2 separate regions of the Pan troglodytes genome follow, and region 1 is linked to region 2. The links are chromatin contacts, called in public HiChIP or PLAC-seq maps. All regions are on one chromosome and are shown on one strand. Each heading gives the region's core, a stretch centred on a gene start, on an enhancer-like site or on the middle of the called end of the contact. The rest is flanking DNA. Distances are from core to core; before and after follow the strand shown.

Evidence for each region. HiChIP or PLAC-seq counts read pairs in DNA pulled down with a chosen protein or histone mark.
Region 1: an H3K4me3 HiChIP or PLAC-seq map of stem cell-derived excitatory neurons shows a contact between it and region 2, with 7 times the contacts expected there. The contact joins the promoter of HECTD3 here to the promoter of NASP in region 2. A contact is called at or near these places in 2 of 7 Hi-C or Micro-C datasets (induced pluripotent stem cells and stem cell-derived neural progenitor cells) and 1 of 1 datasets of contacts at active chromatin or transcription factors (stem cell-derived excitatory neurons).

The regions. Positions count from the first base shown.
Region 1 is chr1:185,951,937-185,955,538 of NHGRI_mPanTro3-v2.0_pri, forward strand. HECTD3 (HECT domain E3 ubiquitin protein ligase 3) reads left to right here and starts at 1,273. Exons shown (of 21, transcript XM_016961571.4): 1 at 1,273-1,747; 2 at 1,930-2,090; 3 at 2,343-2,435; 4 at 2,515-2,650; 5 at 2,953-3,068; 6 at 3,154-3,267; 7 at 3,410-3,492. The coding sequence starts at 1,379. UROD (uroporphyrinogen decarboxylase) reads right to left here and starts at 1,425. Exons shown (of 11, transcript XM_513127.7): 1 at 1,267-1,425; 2 at 351-804. The coding sequence starts at 370.
Region 2 is chr1:185,382,115-185,385,372 of NHGRI_mPanTro3-v2.0_pri, forward strand. NASP (nuclear autoantigenic sperm protein) reads right to left here and starts at 1,881. Exons shown (of 15, transcript XM_001158313.7): 1 at 1,123-1,881. The coding sequence starts at 1,181.

The sequences.
Region 1 (3,602 bases), core at 23-2,522, 570 kb after region 2:
GGCCCACTAAGGATAGTTTGGGGGTCTTCGAACTAGTGAGCCTCAGAAACGGGAATGTCACTGGGCTGGTTCAGGGGCTGAGAAATCCCCAGGCTGGGGGATAAAGAGGGATCAGAGTTGATGGTCCCAGAATAGAGATCCTGGTTGGAAATCCTGAGGCATCCCTTGAATTAAGGCCCTGGGATGAACGTCTCAAAAATCCATGGTTTTAGGATTCAGGATCCCAGCTAACGGAGTTCAGGTTGGGAGGTCTCCAGGGTGGGGAAAGGGGAGTACAGGGATAGAGTCCTGAGTTGGAAGACTCAAATTAGAAGCCCGGCTAGCCACACCGCGTGCTCTGGAGAACTCACCCCAACCCATTCGCTTCCATGGTCAGCTGTCTGTAACTGCGAGCTCAATCCGCAATTTAACCTGAATCTGAGCCTGCCCCCCAGTCCAGGCTCCGCCCCTTTCTGTAGGGAACCAAGGGCGTCGCCATGTTGAAGATCACATGATCGGACTCCAGCGACAGCTCCAGGGCTGCCCTGGCTGCTGCCCGTAGGACCCCTACCTTTTTTCACCGTAAAGTTCGCTGTAGCGACGCAACAACAAAGGCCCAAAAGAAAACTCCGCTGTAAATGTATCTTAGGGTGACATGAGGAATTTGTTCTCATCTGACAGTCTGGGTATCCGGAGGCTTGGCGCAAGTCCCACTCATGATACCAACAGTCTTATCCAGCCAGGTCCATACTATAGCCTGGACCTATAGTAGGTGCAGAGGTTAGCTCTGCTCAAGACAGCCCCGGCCTTTAAGGAGCTACAAGACTGGGGAAACAGAAATCAGCAATCACATTAAAATGAATAATGATCTCCAGTGTCCTTGGGATTAGGAGTGACAAACAGAATCAACCCTAATGACTCAAGACTCCTGTCAGTGGCAGGGGAAGGGGCCATTGTCTCAAACACTTTAGTCACACCACCCATAGGATAGGGAGTCCAGCAGATTCGCTGGGAGTGGGAGGAAAAACAGCAGGCCGAAGAATCAGAAAAATGACTGTTGGCAATGACCCAGGCTAGCTAGAATGGTGACTTGAATGAGGGTAGTAGCAGTAGAGATAAAATGGTAGTCACAAGGAAATGGAGAGAGGGAGATTGATCAGGTAGCAATCACCAATCTTGGGTTTGGTCGGCTGGGTTAGGGTGGCACAGAGATAAGTAATATGGTTGAGTGTGGGAGTACACAGTGCAATACAGTGAGAGCTGGGGTGCGCTTAGTCCAGAACATACGGCAAAGGCTGGCCAAAGGCGGGGAAGGGCGTGGTGGGAAGCTCTGTCGGCGGTCGCGCCAGCTGTTCCCCGGGCAGGGTCGCCTCTAGGCGCTCACCTCCGCCACTTCGCCATGGCGGGTCCTGGCCCGGGCGCGGTGCTGGAGTCCCCCCGGCAGCTGCTGGGCCGCGTGCGCTTCTTGGCAGAGGCCGCGCGGAGCCTCCGCGCCGGGCGGCCGCTGCCGGCAGCGCTGGCTTTCGTGCCGCGAGAGGTGCTCTACAAGCTTTACAAGGACCCAGCGGGACCGTCGCGCGTGCTTCTGCCGGTGTGGGAGGCAGAGGGCCTGGGGCTGCGTGTGGGCGCCGCAGGCCCAGCCCCCGGTACCGGCTCCGGGCCCCTCCGCGCCGCCCGCGACGGCATTGAGCTCCGGCGCGGCGCCTGCGTGCGCACCACGGGCGAGGAGCTGTGCAACGGCCACGGGCTCTGGGTGAAGCTGACAAAGGTGCGCTCTTCCCTGCCCAGGACCCGGTAAAAGACCCCCGGGGCCAGAGAAACCTCTGGCTCTTTGCCTTTCCTCCCCTGTATTGAGTTGGCATTGCGTTCGGCGCCCTTTGCCCTGGGCTGGGCACGACAGGCGGCTGGGCAGTTCCCTGACGGCTGTCCCCATCCTACGCGTCCCGGCAGGAGCAGCTGGCAGAGCACCTGGGCGACTGCGGGCTGCAGGAAGGCTGGCTGCTGGTGTGCCGCCCGGCGGAGGGCGGAGCCCGCCTGGTACCCATCGACACTCCCAACCACCTCCAGCGGCAGCAGCAGCTCTTTGGCGTGGATTATCGGCCGGTGCTCAGGTACTGCACTTGAAGGAGCGGGGCTGGCTGTCAGAAGGCCGGGCCAGGAGGGCTTGGGAACACTTCAGCCACAGCCTGGGGTGGGTGGGATACTGGAGCGGAGGCAGGGTTAAGAACAGAAAGGGGCGGGACGTGAAGGGGGCTCGGGTGGAGACTGGGAGATAGAGCCCTGAAAAAGGCTACACGGCATGGAGGTAGTGTCTTGCTGACCGCTGATGTCTCCCCATCCCACTCCCTACTCTGTGCCCACAGGTGGGAACAGGTGGTGGACCTGACATACTCACATCGCCTGGGATCGAGACCTCAGCCGGCAGAGGCATACGCAGAAGCTGTACAAAGGCTACTGTGAGTGAGCTGGAATGGGGTGGGGAGGAAGGAGCTCTGCGTCTGGGCCCAGTCTAATTAGGGGCTTGGGGTTGCTTAGCTATGTACCCCCGACATGGACCTACGAGTGCGACGAGGACCTGATCCACTTCTTGTATGACCACCTGGGCAAGGAGGATGAGAACCTGGGTAGCGTGAAGCAGTATGTGGAGAGCATAGACGTTTCCTCCTACACGGTGGGTGCTGGGGCTCCTCCCACCCCAGGCAAGATATAGTCACACCCCTCAAGGCTAGATCCAGAAAGAACCCCCACCTGCAGGCCAGGACCAAAACAGGGTACCCACAGGCCACACTCAGTTCAGCTCCCCATCTTGGACGTCTGTAGGACCCCTTACATACCCAGCGGCCCCCTATCCCATACCAGTTGCCTGTTAGCCCAACTTCACTATGCTTTCTCTCTGGTGCTCCTGGCCCAGAGCACAAGCCCAGTGCAGGGAGGGAGGGTAACTGCTGACTTCACGTCTCTGCCCCTCCCCAGGAGGAGTTCAACGTGTCCTGCCTGACAGACAGCAATGCCGATACCTACTGGGAGAGCGATGGGTCCCAGTGCCAACACTGGGTACGGCTTACTATGAAGAAGGGCACCATTGTCAAGTAAGTAGGCTCTGGGCAGGACAGGGTGGGTGGGCTATGTCCCTGTGGGTTCACAAAGACTCATATTCACACTCTGACCCTTCAGGAAGCTGCTACTCACAGTGGATACCACAGATGACAACTTTATGCCAAAGCGGGTGGTGGTCTATGGGGGCGAAGGGGACAACCTGAAGAAGCTGAGTGACGTGAGCATTGACGAGTGAGCACGCTGGCGTGGGGAGGGAAGTAGGGCATGTTCCAAGCCTAGCCCAGCTTGAAAGCCTAAGTTTGAGTGAGACTCCAGTAGTCTCTGAAGGCCTGAGGCAGGAGGTATCTGAAGTGCTTCACACTCATCTCCTCAGGACCCTCATCGGGGATGTCTGTGTCCTGGAGGACATGACCGTCCACCTCCCGATCATCGAGATCCGCATCGTGGAGTGCCGAGGTGAGGTTTAAGGCTATAAGGAGGGAAAGAGAGCCCGGCGTGGAGATGGGGGCAAACAGACAGTGAGTGTGGAGAGAAGAGGATGGGCTTGGAGTTGGGGTGAAGGCGAT
Region 2 (3,258 bases), core at 631-3,130:
CACAGCAACCATTCCTTTTACAGGGAAGGCAGCTAACCTCTAAAGCGCACAAGATTAGGAAAAAAAATAGAACCAGATGCCTAAAAAAATATGGCAAGATTGGGAAATCAGACCTACTGTATCGGAAACAGCACTTGTTTCCTTGAACTCGTGTAGTGTTTCCCTCCACTGTTCAAAAAACAGATTACGCCTGAGTGGCACTGTGCCGCTTTCAAAGCAATTCTATCTTGTTTCCCTCCAGTCCTTCTCCACTTCGTGCATACTACTGCCGATTCACCTAGCAACCAAACAGTGCTGGTGAGAGCTCCAGACAGCGCTTCCTGAAGACGCTTTACGTCCGGATAATGTTCCCCCCAAATAGGCAACACCTCCAAAGTCTAAAGAACGACAATCCTCCCCACCACAGGCAGGGGCTCACGGTGTCGCGGGGAGCGATAACTATCTCCTAGCACAAGACGTGAGCGAGGTGTGGGGGGGAACTAGCCTCGCCGGCCCCACCGAGATAGTCCAAAGCTCCTGCTGGAGCCGCAGCGGCCCCAAACAATGGACTTTTCCCGCCTCCTCAAGGCCCCGCCCCCTGCCCCAGAGCCGGCGAGGAAAGGGAACGCACGCGCGCAAAACCCCGCCCTCAGCAAGGCCCCGCCCACCCCGACCCCTCAGGTCCAGCCTCCTTCCTCGTGCAAGGTTTTTTTTCCCTTTTGGCGCCAAATCTCCGTTGGTTATATTCCCGGGTTATCCAGGGATTCTACCAGAGGCACACGCTGGGGACAGAAGGGGCGTGAAGGCCAACCCGCGCGCCAGGGCCCCGCCTCCCGGCCAACCGCCCCGGGCCGGGGGAGGAAGGAGAGGGGCAGGCGAAGGATACAGCCGCCGCTGCCCCCGGCAAGATGGCGGCCGCGAAAAGCGGGGCAGGGGGCGCCAGCCGACCGCCGTTACCGCTGCTGCGCGAGGCTCTCAGCAAAAGAAGGACTGCTCCAGTGACCAGGCCTTCCCGAACAGCGACAGCTGCTCTTGGGAAGGCAAGTACTCCCGCCCATCGGTCTGCCCCTTCTCCGGAGCCCCCGTCCATTAGCCCTCCCCGCGGACTGGCCAGTGCCTTAAGCTTTCCACAGTCCCGCTTACTTGTCGGCAGAAACCAGCTCCGCGGCGACGGCGGCAGTGGCTGTGGACTCCGTGGCCATCGTTCCCCTGAGGTGGCGAACCAGCGAACGGAATAGAGCCTGCGAGAAAAACAGGCAATTTGGGACGCCAGAGACTCACTCAGGGACAGAAAATGGCAGATTAGAGACCCCGCGCGGCCGGGGCCCTTTTATATACGAGGACCCTTCGCCCCGCCCATCCACTTCCGGATCCTCCCCCTCGGGTTTAAAGGGCCAGGACTCAACACCCATACTCTCCGTCCCCCGCCGGCCTACCACTATCTAGACACCTCCTGCCCTCTCCATATGGCTCCGCGGGATTGTTTCCCTCCCTAGCCCGACTTCTCCGATAAACAGCAACTTCCTGCTTCTCCAGCAAGTCGCATAAGAAGAACTGGAATCTTGACACTACAACTCCTGACAGGACGCCCCTGCGGCATCCAGAGACAGGGAAGCCAGTGCTGCTCTGCATGTTCAGGGCGAGTAGCTGAGAGTCTCCTTCCGGCCTGGATACTGAGGAAGGTGACTTAGACTTTCTCTCCGTCCTCTGAGTCGTAACGGACGGACACGCAAGGGCCGAGGACGGGTACAAGCAGCAGCGACTAGAACTGATCTGGGTGAGATCTGGGCCTCAGCAACAACTGACGCAAGAAGATTTTGTTCTAGGATTGGCTACAGCTGAAACTACCGCGCTTGATTCAAAGCTCGGGGCTTGCCGCGGGAGGCAGCTGGCTCCTCCCTCTGAACCCGCCCCCTTTGGCTGGCCCAATCCGCTGATCCCATCCTCTTAGGCCCTGCCCAGACTCCAAATCTACCAGGATTAATGCTCCCAGCGCTTTTTGTCCACTCCTGCCTATGATTTGCTGTGTGACTACTACTCGTGGGGGTACCGTGATTAGACGCTTTAAAGCTATTAGCTATCTTGTTTAATATTAACAATGCTACTAGTGAGATCAGTGTTAGTCTGTTTCTTAGAAAAATAAACCAAGGGGCCGGACGCGGTGGCTCACGCCTGTAATCCCAGCACTTTGGGAGGCCTAGGCTGGTGGATCACGAGGTCAGGAGTTCAAGACCAGCCTGGCCAAGATGGTGAGACCCCCGTCTCTACTAAAAAATACAAAAATTAGCCGGGCGTGGTGGCGGGCGCCTGTAATCCCAGCTACTCGGGAGGCTGAGGTAGGAGAATACTAGAACCCGGAAGGCAGAGGTTGCAGTGAGCCGAGAGCTCGCCACTGCACTCCAGCCTGGGCAACAGAGCGAAACTCCGTCTCAAAAATAAATAAATAAATAGGCCAAGGTTCCAACCTGGCCAACATGGTGAAACCCCGTCTCTACTAAAAATGCGAAAATTAGCCAGGTGTGGTGGCAGGCTCCTGTAATCCCAGCTACTCGGGAGGCTAAGGCAGGAGAATCACTTGAACCCGGGAGGCAAAGGTTGCAGTGAGCCGAGATTTCGCCACTGCACTGCAGCCTGGGCAACAGAGCGAGACTCCGTCTCAAAAAAAAAAAAAAAAGGGAAGCTGTGACTTGTTCAGAAAGTTGCAAGACAAATCGGTTATGGAAAGCAGTGTGCCTCATTTCCTGCAAATGGCTGAGTGAAAAATAACTGGCAGGCTAAAAAGCTGCAATTCCTCACACCTGGAGTATCATCCATTCCTTTTCACCATGGCCCAGTCTACGCTGATCGGAGTAGGGGTTTTTATTTCCCTTTAGGTTCCAGCATATTGGGAAAGATTCCTGGAGAGGATTCTTATTCCAATCTGTCAAGGCTCGAAGAGGTTGAAATCTTTGGGGCTAGAGAGCTGGACGTGAAAATGCCAATTCCTATGGCAAACATACATGGGCTCTTCCATTATTAGCTAGGTGACGTGAGCCAGGTCACGTAACCCGGATTGTAATCGAGTAGCTAGGATTAAGGTTAAGTGTAAAATGAAGACATATTAGTAGCCACCGCTTAAGGACATTGTGAGAATTACAGGTAATTAGCACTGTGTAGAATTCACGCTAAGCACTCATTGAATGGCTACCACAGTCTGATGATGTGGTAAATGGTGGGTGTTGGGAGGGGAGATCTCTCCAAAGTCCTTGCAGCCAGGGCTAGGGCCTGAGAAAACCTCTG